2 separate regions of the Mus musculus genome follow, and region 2 is linked to region 1. Evidence: chromatin contacts called from public Micro-C data. All regions are on one chromosome and are shown on one strand. The core of a region is the stretch at or near the end of the contact, and the rest is flanking DNA. Distances in the headings are between cores, read along the strand shown.

Region 1 (6,341 bases), core at 2,637-5,136:
GCCAAAGATTTGGGTTTGTGCGATGTACTTTCTAGGTCTGTTTCTAAAGGAAGTAGGCATGATGGTGCGAGCCGCCCCCTGGCTAGAAGCCTCGAAAGCTGTTACCAGCAGGCTCTGACCCAGGAGATAGCTCAGTGCATTTTTAAAAAGATCTCTGGAACAGAAAAATCTTAAAAGAAAACAATATCTCTGAACAAGGGTCCAGTCCTTCTGGGAACAGACTAGTTAATAGCGGGCCTTCCAAAATCACGGCTTGGCCCAACTTGAAATAGGGAATGCTACAAGTTACTTTCTAGTGTATGCCAGGATTAAACAGGGACACTTTTGATTGGGTTTAGGAGTTGCCATGTCCTTTAAAAAGGGATATATATATATATATATATATATATATACACACACACACACACATATATATGTATGTGTATATATATATATATATATACACATACATACATATATATAATGTAAAGAAATATCACCTGGTTCTCTCTTCCCTCTGCCCCCCAGAAAAGTGTCATTATGATGACTCTTCTTGAAAAATCAAAACCAAACATCGTGAGTGCATTCTGGTGTAATAAAGCTCTCATGACCCACCTTTCCCAACTCCCCCTATTCTGTGTCAGCAGCAAGTACAGAGCTGCCTTCCCTACCTGGTACAGCGCAGAGGAGGCCGGAGAGAGACCCGGAATGAGGATCCTGTGGCTAGATTTAGCAGTGCATCGCTTGGACTGAAAGCAGCACGGGGAGTATTTGTAGGATGGGCAAATGGTTTCCCCAACGCCAAAAGCACTACATTCGGATCAAGTGCAGGCCCGGACCATCCGTCAGGGTATCACTGAGGACTTACTAAAATTCTAAGGGTGGGGGCAACCCATTTCAGGGAGGTAGGAGATACATAGCTCCCATTCCTGCCATGCCTCCTGCCCTGTAGCCATGGATCAGACTAGCCAAGAGAACCTCCTGCCTTCCCAACTGCCTCATGTCACCATAGGTCCAACTCTTAAGTCATTTGAGGTAAAAAAACAAAAACAAAAACAAACAACAAGCAATGTATAAATGCACGTTCTACTTCCATATCCTTAAGATTTTTGATTCACTCTGTTGTTTGTTTTTTGAAACAGGATCTCATCATGTTGCCCAGCCTGCCCTCAAACTGGATATCCTCGTGCCTCGGCATCCTGCTGCTGGTTAACATTTGTGCACGTCATGTGCCACCATTTCCAAATTCTTTAGGAAGGAGGACAGAGATTTGAAAAGCAAGGTATAATAAACACAGGAGAAGCTCCTGATAGGAGAGTTAATTCTTTTCTTTTTTTTTTTAAAAAAAAAAGAACATATCAAGGTGCTTCAAATGAGTTCAGATGACCAGTGGTAAACTAATTACACCCTGAAAAAGTGTAGATTGCTTCTGCCAACAGTGCGAAGGAAATCAGACAGAAGAAATGGAGGCAGAGGCTAGAGAGTAGCAAAGGGCCCTGTTTTGAAATGAGAGATGAAACTCAATGCTGTTAGGCTTCATTTTGACACTTGTTGAGAACTTAGACTAAATTGCCCAGAGGCTGGGGGGCTACTTAGCAAAGATAAATAACATCATTAAGGACTAGCAGGGGGTGTCCCTGAAAAAGCCATGGCAGGCAGGCAGGCCAACCTCGGTTCAGTTGTTCAGCAGGGTTTCTAGGTTGATAGATGGGAAAGGGCTACAAACACAGTGTAGTTGGTTTTAGTCTTTCTTGATAACCTTGAGAAGGGACAGATGAACGCAGACGACATCAGGGCTAGGCCCTGGAAGTTCAACAACACAGAACCAACCTCAAGGACTACTGGTCTCAACAGATTCGTGTCAACCTGAGCCGATTCCCAGGGCATGTCACAGAACCCTGTCCTGGTTCCTTTAAAAACATTCCAGCAATAGTTTCCGACACATCTTGGGCTTCGAGAAACTCCAGGAAGATAAGCACATACTTGTTTAAAGACTAAGAAACAAGTAAGAGCAACGGTGAGAACGAACACTGTGAGACGGGGCTGCATGGAGTCGGGGAACTTCCGTGTAGGATGCTCAAACAGTAAAGCTTACTTAGCTTAAGTCTACACTTGGCAGTTTTTGAGAAAAGATACTTATGGTTTATGTCATGTGTCCAACATCAGCTGGCTCTGTGTCAAAGATGCCAGAGAAAGCAAAGTGACCCTTGAGCCACGTGCACAAAGCTCTGGTGTCCAGATCAAACAACTGAACTACCTCATACCATTGGAGCACAGCGGGAATTCTTGTGGGCAAGGTTCAAATGGGCAGTACAAGAGCAGAATATGCCCGGGGAGGGTCTAAGTGTCACTCAGAGAACAAAGGGGGATGTTTCTACCTGAAGAAGGTGGCCCTGGGCTGGGGATGCCCATTTAGAACTATTTTCAAAGGACATCTCTTGAAACAAGACTGGATTCATTCTCTGACTAGTTTGTAGACTAGCTAAAAATCAGTGGAAAGGATTTCAATGTGGGAAAGAACAACCATATCGAAGACAGTCTTGCAGCGTCAAGAAGTTCCTCCAGAAACCATGCCCTAATGTGGGATCCACATCCACAGGCTGGAGGACTTTCTGTCACCAGGGCTGCTGCTGCACCTGAGTCACAGGACACCACACCAGGCAGAGCCAAAGCCCAGAACCTCTGCCTTTAAGGCTGTCTCTAGGAACCTTTTCCTGAGACCTAGAAGACTTGCAGGGTAGGTCTCCACCTATTCCCCATGGCATCTCATGGCGATTTTAAAGAGTACAGGTGCAACAGAGGAGGAATCCTTTACAAAGAAACGGAGTGCCTCGGGTTAAATATTATAGAAGGTGAGAGGGTGGTTAACAGCCTTCAAAACAAGCAGAGAACAAAACATGTCCACGAAGTCAAAACAAAGTATGGCTTGAGATAAAGTTTTCTATCTGGGACAAATAACATGGTAGGAACTAGTAGCCGTAGTCCTGTACTGCCTAATAGCCATTGGTTCGTGAATCACACAATGTGATCGGCTCTTCCGGGTCACATTTTAAAACCGTATCATGCTTTAAAATATAAAGCAGTAAATATACACAAATTATCTTAAGTCTTTATGGAAATATCAAGCCACATCTGTCCCCGAATCGTGCAAGGATTTTTAAACAACTGCTCCTGAGGGCTTATTCTTCTTATCTATCTGTTAAGTAGAGATGGAGGTCTGACTTAATCTACTCTTCAGCTACACAGCCATTGGAACCCGACTAACACTGGACGGGCATGTTAGATGGGGTTTCGTACAGGTGGCCCTCCTTCTTTAAGTAGGCTGAGTTACTGTATTAATAACTGACGCTAATGCTGGAGGAACCTCAACACAGCAAGATGTACATCCTTCCAGTAGCTTTTTTTTTTCTCTAAAATGAACCAAAAATACAACACTGTATCTAATTAAGGCCCTCCTAATTTGAGCACCTCCTACTTGAGAACCAAGTTTGGTAAGAGAAATACAAAATATAAATAGAGTCCATTGCTTTTTCTAGAGGACCACTAACATGAAATATACATGAAGCATGCAGCGGTACGAGGTTCAGCACATGATCTCTCCAGAAAGTACCTAAAAACACAGGGAGAGTCAGAGTCTTAAGAGGGAGCTTTTTAAGGAGAACTCAATAAGCAAAGAAAGCAAGCAAGCCAGGAAGAGGAAGAGCCACTCGATACCTGGGTGCTGAAATATTTAAATAGCCCTTGCCTACAGTACAACTAGAGACATGCTCACTAGTCAGTTCCGGTGAAACTGCATTTTCTGTTTCTGGAATGAAAACCATGGAAACCGGCATCGGCAAGGACACTCTCTTCAGAGGTCCCTTCACCTGCTGGATGAACTGTAAACAGTCTCAAAGTTGGACTATTAATCATTAAACTATTTAAAGAATCTGGGGTTATATTAATTGCTTAGGACAACAATTCCACAGGCTGGGGGGTTGGGGGTGGGGAGCAGGAATTATTCCACTGTGTGCACTGGGAAACTGAGGGTCAGGCAGGTAAGTGAACACCAGATTCAAATGTAAGCCGCTGAGGCTAGACTAGGAAGAGCTTGTGCCCTGAGCCCCTAGGCTCTGCCTCCCCAGGCACACTTGGGAATGGGCTCTGAGGGCGTCTGTTGTGGTTTTGTTCACCAGGTTGATACAAATGCAGCCAGTAGGCGATGTACACAAGCCACCTGAAGTCGGTCAACAGCCAGCAACTCATACTCCATATTGGTGGTAGGGAAGGCAACAGCTGAGACCACCTGTGAGGTGTCAGGTAAAGAGAGCAGCCATTTCCGCCCTCCTGTGGAGCTCCCGCTGGGGGAAACTCAGGCAGAAACCTGCCAGATTTTTAAGTTTTTCTAAAGGGGGGGAGTCAAGAAATAGAAACATCTCTCTCTCTCTCTCTCTCTCTCTCTCTCTCTCTCTCTCACACACACACACACACACACACACACACACACAAATACTGTAAAGCCAAATAAAACAATCTACTGGTAACATGAGACCCACGAGATGCTGACCCTTCCGCTGATTAAGGAAGCTGAAATGACAGCCACTATTCAAAGACACCCCCTCCCGCCTTTTAAGTCCCCACAGGCTCACTCAGCCCCACTCCGGTGTTCCAGCAAACCCAGATTGAATCAGCAAGCGATGGATGTGATCATCAAAGGCCTGCCAAAGACCAGGGCACACCTGGTCAGAGAAACAGATGGTGTGCTCTCCTGACACAAAGGCAAAACCAAAAAAGTCAGAGGTAGAGCAGAGTCAATTTCCTCGCACCAGAGGCTGATGTGGGGTGTAATGATTCAGCTTCCCCCTGTGGGAAGGCAACAGGTGGAGGAGGAAGTCGGGGTGACTAGAAACTGCAGTTACTAACTCTTGGTTTGAAAAAAAAAAATTCTCACGCTTACTCCAGACCAAGAGTGGACTTGGGGTTTGGGTTGAGTTTGCCCTCTGTGGAGTGTCACTGAGAGGCCAATCCACACTCAGGAGGAGGAGGTGGGGTGCCTTTGGTGGCCACTTGACAGTATTTAAAAGAAGTGTGCTTGCTTGCTTGCTTCCTTTCTTTCTTTCTTTCTTTCTTTCTTTCTTTCTTTCTTTCTTTCTTTCTTTCTTTCAAAAAGAAAATAACGAAGCTAGTGAGGACTGGAGTTACAAGTCTTGATGAGTCAGGAGACACAAGAAATTCTGACCGCTCAATGAACCTTTCTCCTCCTGTCCCCTTTACTGGTTTGGAAAATATCACACGAGCTAGAAAGGCTTAAGAGAGAAATTCCTGGTGGAAAGTTTCTACTTTTCCTGCCACTTAATCTTTCGAACAATTCCTCCCTGCCTGCCATGTAATACGTCAAAGCTAGGAGGAAAAACCCAAGTCGCAAGCAATGTAGCTGCCCACTTTCAGTTAGTTCAGCGTCGGACAGGACAACAGGAGTTCCCGGGGCTAAGGCACCGTCTCTAACAGCTGGTCTCTATGACCACGCAACTCTGACAGCTGACCTCTATGATCACGCAACTCAGACAGCAGAAATATCTGTTTCCTATCTGCTTTCCATGGAAACAAGAGATGGCTTCCAAAGCAAAATAACATTGCATCAAATGCAAACCGCATTGCATCAAGGGGAAATCAAAGCAGGAAACCCCAAGTCAACCATCTCCAATGCAATCAGACTAGCTAAGCAGTAGAGCATTGACTGAGAAACTCAAGCGTCTTGGCCTCAGTTTCCAAATACTCATCCGTTTATTTAAAGCGATCTTGTCTGTGTGCAGCACCGCCTCCTTATTGGTCACACCGAAAAAGCCCACGAGAAAGGGGGTGAATTTGCTGAAATATCACGCTGAATACATATAGCGGTGATGTAAGAGAGACCACAGCTGATAGAAAGGCTCAACACTCCCAAGTATTAGGAGGAGGGAAGCCCGACAATTTTGTGGAGGGATCTGGTTTTGAACAGGGTCCTGCACATAAAAGATTTAGCTTAAATATGACTGCAGTTCCTTCCTTCTGACAAGTCAACCTCTAATAGTAATAATAATAATAAACAATAATAAATAATTTCATCCCATCGTCCCAACACCTCTCTCCTCAGAGCTCCTGAAGAATCCTTTTCTGGAATAGGCGTCTTTAAAAAGTCATCGAATCTCACTTCCCACCATCTTAGACAACACACCGGGAACCGTCATACAAAATAACAATCACAATCACGGCCGTTTCACAACCTAGGAGGCAGCTTGTACCTTCCAAGACAAGGCTATAGAATGCAAATTAGAAAGAAGGCCATGACGTAACCCAAGTGCACATCCTCTCAAGTCCTAACCGCTCAAGGACTTGCTGGAGAG
Region 2 (6,341 bases), core at 2,149-4,648, 180 kb before region 1:
CCCTGACAGTCTCGCAAGTGAGACTCAAGCGAGACTCAGCCCTTTTCTTCTTTCTCCGTCTTTGCTTGTTTTCAAGCTGTAATTTAATCACAATGTCTCATCCTTCCATTTCCTCCCTCCAAGCCTCCCACATACCCCCACTCTCCTTCAAATTTATGACTTCCTTTTACATTAATTGTTATTGTACGCACATATGTATTTGTATAGACATAGATTCTGAAGTACTTTGTTGGGAAATTAATCTGGTACGCACCTGTAGTGAGAACTAAGGTTCTGGGTATTTGGGAAGATGGAGGAAACGTTTGCTCTGCAGGGTGGCTTTTGGGGGTAGGAGGGGGAGGGAGTGTGCATGGAGCCTGGAGATGGAGAAGGCCATCTCCTCTCTTCCTATTCCTTTGGCACAAATTACCAACAATATCCAGGACAGGGGAAAGAGAGGGAATAAGGAAGGGAAGAAAGGAGAAAAGGGAAGATGAAGGAAAAAGGACCGAAGGGACAGGAGGCTTTGGTGCTTGGTGAATGTAAGTTTCGTTGAAGACAGAAACAGATGAACTCTTTGGAACAACATGAAGGAAGGTAGAGGCGGTGAGACACCAAAGCCAGCAAAGGCCACCCAGGGGTGGAACCTACTTCACAGCCAGGGAACTAGTGATAGTTTAGTTGCCACAAGCCCTGGATTGAAGGTTAGTTCCTAATGTAACCACATCTAGGAAACTCAGAATGGCTCTTCTTGCTTTCTCTGATGACAGGGACAGCATGGGGCTGTCAGGGTCCCTACAGGTTCTCACAGTAGCTCCAGAATGGTGCAAGAGAAAGTAGACTGTTCTCCTATAAGCCCCCCAGAAATGTGGGATGGTTTTGCAAGAAAATGTTTAGTGGGTAAGCAGTTTTCTGATGTATATAGAAGTGTCTGTGATCTCACCAGAGACCCCAGGAGCAAGAGGCTAAGGGATATTGAGTCCTGTGATTGGCTGTGTGTCTGTGAGTTCTTGACAAAAAAAATCCCTGTGGTCACAAACTTTGATTTATTCTCATAACTCTCTTTATCCCCAGTCACCCTTTGTTCCTCTTTGCCGGTGTCTACTCTAGCCCCTGGCACAGGCAATATTCACTCTGTGATTATATGTGTAATGAATACATGAATAAAGACCACAGGAATAAAACACTCACACAGAAGTCTACGGCAGCCCACGCCATCCCTCATTCCTGATCAACGACAGCTTCCGTCCTGGGCCTTCAGTCTCTATCTATCTGCCATGAGAGAATTAATGGTGCCATCATCAGATCATTCACTCTGACATTTAGAATTATAGGATGGCAGAGCTGGAAGGGACCTCAGAGACAGAGTCCAGTGCCCATTATGAAAGCGAACCTGAGGCAGATTTCTGTAAAGCCTCATTTTTCTGAAATTCAAGCAAGCAGGAAATGCAAATGCTAAAGTCCTTTAGAAACGGATCTGCCTCTCTTTTTCCCTCTAAGGGTACCTTGTGCCTGTGAAGGTTTGTATAGTGAACTGAAGGTTTGTCTCCCTGGCCCACCATGGTATCTTTTAAGAAGACATTGATCTTTTCTGCTTCTCTAAAGGTCAAGTAACTGGCTTTGAGCCATTTAGCTAGTAAGTGTGCCTGGGTTCAAAACAGTCTACTAAGTCAGGGTTTAGTGGCATGTTTACCACCTCCTGGGAAGCTTGAGGTCCTATGGACTCCAAAGAGGCAAGCAGATAGCAAATGTTTCCTTGGCAAAGAAACAAACAAACAAACAAACAAACAAACAAAACCCTTCTATTGCTTCAACAACTACAGAGTGGTATGCGCAGTTTCTAGGTGGAGGTCAGACCAATGCTGCTGTTCTCCTCGGCTAAGCTCTTGAGTGAGAATATCTACTACATTTCATGTGGCTCTTCTGTCTACTTACCACACAGACACCATTCCGGAAGCTTTAGATTACCAGAAGCCAGATGTTTGGAATGAGCCTAACAGGTAAAGTGGAGAGAGATGAAACTCTTACAGGGCTAAAGGTTTAGAAGAATATAGTCACACAGGCCTACTAAAGTCTTACAGGCCTTAGAGCAGGGTTGTTTGCTGGCTACTCCAAAGGGGAACCTGCCCTTTTCTGTTCTAGGTGCTAAGTGCTAGGTGCTGGTGGGTTTTCCTTGCCATGTGCACACACACACACACACACACACACACACACACACACACACACTCTTATTGTGATGTCTGCTTCTGAGTTTATAACATTTTAGGACTCTAACCCCTTCCTGCCTTCTATTATAAGGGCTGTGGTTAGGCCTACCCTGCATTCCAGGATAATTTCTCCTTGGCAGGACTGAATTCAGTTGCCTCAACAAAGGCCTTTGTTATTTATATGCCTCTTATTACTTATTATTACTGGCTAAGCTTAGAATGTGAGCACCCTTGGTGAGAGGAAAAACAGCACCACAGGTTTGAGCCAAGTTGGAAGCAAGGTCAGTACTCACCAGAATGATAGACAGTGGTCAGGCCCAGACCCAGGCTTCCCACAGAATCGCCATGAACTACATTAGATGGGGGCTTCTGAAGGCAAATCTCACGAGTTCACGGATGGACATCCCACTTTCCTCTACACGGGGACAAGCGGACATCCTGACATACTTCCTGTCTACGTACCTCCCACCTACTTGGGGTCAAGCTCATCCTATCCAGTTGGGACAACCAACCTTGTTTACTGAAGTGAAAACACATGGCTTGTTATCTTATACATACTGACCCCACCGTTCCAGGAAGTAATCTGTCCTTGGACAAGTGGGGCTTACAGGTTCAAGGCATTTTTGTTTTATAGATCTCTTAAACACAGTAATTAAAACTTAAAGCATAACTTTAGCCCTCGCATTTGGGAGCTGTTGTTTAGGAGAACTGTGTTCCTCTAATTGTTTTAAATATAAATATTTAAATTTAAATATAGCCCCTCTCGTAGTTTTAAATAAAAATTTCATGTGCTAACAGCTCTAGCATGAAGGATGCTATATTCAGAATAACGGGTAAAAAATTACCTGATATATCTTTGGGGCACAGAGTGACCTCAACAACATCCTTTTTCATTTTGGAGGACAAAGCAGAGAGGGAGGATGTTAGTCTGATATCCACGAGTAGAGATGGAACTTTTCAGTCCTGGCCTTGGAGGATCAAATATCATTTCTGGAAGGAATTCAGATGCCAGGATCTTGGCAGTGGTTGAGGCTCAGATTAAAAAGTTGTTTCTATCCTGATATTCAACTCTAACACATCTAGAAGGTCTAGGGACCACCCAGCAGCCTTCTCCTGTAACCCCCAGGAACCTGCAGGAAGAGACTCGGGCTGACATTGAAACCACACACTCAGTGCATCGGAATCCAGTAGTGCAGGGCATCGAGCCATGTCTGTTACTGAGCCCACCTCCCATTCCAGCCTCAAAAGCTCATAGGCCAGTTCTTTCAGCACGCAGGCCAAGCCGAGAGACTGCTTCTCTGTCATCATAGAGTCATCGAAATACACAAAAGCCTGTACTGGCTTGAACAACCACCGGAAGCTTTGTAGCAGACTCCACGGCTTATTGCTAAAAAGAACAGAAGCAGGTATGAAGACTCCAGGAGAAACAAAAAATAAAAAAAAAAAAAAAAAAAAAAAAAAAAAAAAAAAAAAAAAACCTCCGCTGAAGGAAAGCTAAGGCTTAGCAAATTGAGAGCTGCAGCAAAATTCGAGTGTATCTGAGGTGGAATCATATTTTAAAATAGTAACAGGAGTCTTAATTGTCTCATTTTTTTTTTTTTTGCTGTTATCCTGTAACTCTATAACAAGCTCAGACTTCAGGGATTCATTGTCATGGTGAATTTGTGTGGCTGCAACAAGAGAAAAAGGCTTTCATTTTCAAAAGCCCCACTCCAAGGGCACCTAAGGCGTAAACAACAGGCTAGGACAATTAATTGCTTGATGCGTTAGAAGAGGCCTCCATTCTAGACCAGGGAAGAGTCTCTGGAATTGGGATATAGTCATGGGCAGGGTAAAGAGAGAGACAAGGGAAGAGCAAGACTGAGTGTGTTCTATAGATTTGTGGGGGAGACACACAGATGTGTTGGGCATTGACCGGTTACTAACCTTAATCCCACAGATGGAAGGAGAAAGACCACTGACCCAAATTTCATGATCAAATTAATTAAAGCAAGCAATTAATTAAAGTGAGATTTTTTTAAATTATTATTACTATTCATTTACATGGGCTGCATTTTTGTAGGGTGGAGTTCAAGAGGTCAGCATTGGACTTAGGGAAGCTAAGGATTTTACAGCTCAGGGGTAGGTTTGTAAATGGGGGATTTGGCAGGCAAATAGGTGGGGTTACAAAAGCAGAGTATAACAAGGTGATCATACCATTGCATACACTAGCAAGATTTTGCTGAAAGGACCCAGATATAGCTCTCTCTTGTGAGACTATGCCGGGGCCTAGCAAACACAGAAGTGGATGCTCACAGTCAGCTATTGGATGGGTCACAGGGCCCCCAATGGAGGAGCTAGAGAAAGTACCCAAGGAGCTAAAGGGAACTGCAACCCTATAGGTGGAACAACAATATGAACTAACCAGTACCCGGGAGCTCTTGTCTCTAGCTGCATATGTATCAAAAGATGGCCTAGTCGGCCATCACTGCAAAGAGAGGCCCATTGGACTTGCAAACTTTATATGCCCCAGTACAGGGGATCGCCAGGGCCAAAAAGGGGGAGTGGGGGGTAGGGGATTGGGGGTGGGTGGGTATGGGGGACCTTTGGGATAGCATTGAATATGTAAACGAGGAAAATACCTAATAATAATTAAAAAAAGAATTAAAAAAAACAAGGTGGTCATAACAACAGGTAGTCTTAATAACTTTAAAAATTAAAGGTAGGGATGCCAGATGGTCATAACAACCCCCTGAAACAAAGACACAGTTGCTATTTCCTGGAACAGGCACTGCAGATCCATTTGTAGTTAAGGTTACAGGTGGGCATAGCCTGATCTTTGAGGGACAATGATTCAAGCATAAATAGTAATATACCTGGTTTGTCTTTATTATAAGATGGCTTTCAAGCCTAAGATGGAGAAAGGCCAGTGTATCAGTAGCACTTTCAGTTAAATGAGAAAATTGGAGCATAAGAAGACTAGCTTTGTGCATCTAGGTGACACCCCAGGAAAAAGGCTGGACTTTAGTCAAAGAGGCTGTGTGGAGTGTTGAGAACTTGAACCTAGCGCATCTGCATTCTCTCACTGTGGTCAACCTGCCCTGGGAGCCACAGATATTACCTCTTCCACGGGGAACCTTATTAGCAGACATGAGGGACAAGCTAGTGATTGCTTCATGGGTAGAGGGAGTTCTAGTCGAGTGGGGGTGTGTCAGGATGCTGGTCTGATGAGATGACAACATGGAACCTTCCTTTCATACTTATACAATATGAAGCCCCTTCCCCCCTGAGGTGAAAGGAAGAGCCCCAAAATAGTCTATGATTCAGCCTCTGCTATTTTGGCATAAAGAGAACTTGAAATAGAAATAAAGTTGTTAATTTGCACAAAATTAAAACAACCTTATCTTGTTCACATTGAATAAGGAAACCACCATTTGCTTTCTGAATATCCTGCATGTCCATGGTAAGGGATATGTATAACATGACACCCACACATATGATGTGACACAACACATATGTAATGTGAATTTTATGTCTATTATCTATGTCACACTTACTATATATATAAAGATGCCACTTTGATAAGCACTTAATCTTACACAGAGAAATGAATTATTCATCTGTAATATGCTTTTATCTGGCCATCAGCATCCCAGCTATTACATATGAAAGTATCTTCACTGAGGGCCCAAAAGATCACAGAATGAAGTTAATAGTTTTGCATTGTATTGTCCAGAACTGAAGGGGGCACATCAGAACATAATATGCTATACATTTTCATGACTAAAGATTTGAACACCCATGTAATATGTGAGTCAATTGTAAACTATGCTATATATCTTTTAAAGAAAAACCTAGACAGCCGTGAAAGAGTTAGAAAGTTAGATAGTTAGATTGCAGGGTTGGAGAGGTAACTTGGTGGTTAAGAGTAGGTTTGCAAATGGGGGATTTGGCAGGCAAATAGGTGGGGTCCTGCAGAGGACCTAAGACTGGCTTGTAGCTACACTTTACATGGGTCACAACCACCTGTACTCCAGCTCCAGGGGATCTGACACCTTCTTCTGGCATACATGTGAACACACACACACACACACACACACACACACACACACATATACTTTTTAAAAAAATCTATAAATGATAGATTACTTTTGAATGTTCAGGTAAAAATTTGAA

What was found. A called contact is a pair of places that touch in the nucleus more often than the background predicts.
Region 2: a contact with region 1 is called in a Micro-C map of granulosa cells, with 1.5 times the contacts expected there. A contact is called at or near these places in 3 of 484 Hi-C or Micro-C datasets (embryonic fibroblasts, granulosa cells and nephron progenitors) and 2 of 9 other capture datasets (adipose tissue and pancreatic islet).

The regions. Positions count from the first base shown.
Region 1 is chr19:26,752,061-26,758,401 of GRCm38.p6, reverse strand. The region is part of intron 28 of Smarca2 (SWI/SNF related, matrix associated, actin dependent regulator of chromatin, subfamily a, member 2); the gene reads right to left. Among named protein-coding and RNA genes, the nearest start is that of Gm46648, 69 kb to the left of the region's middle.
Region 2 is chr19:26,936,143-26,942,483 of GRCm38.p6, reverse strand. No RefSeq gene overlaps it. Among named protein-coding and RNA genes, the nearest start is that of Gm815, 53 kb to the right of the region's middle.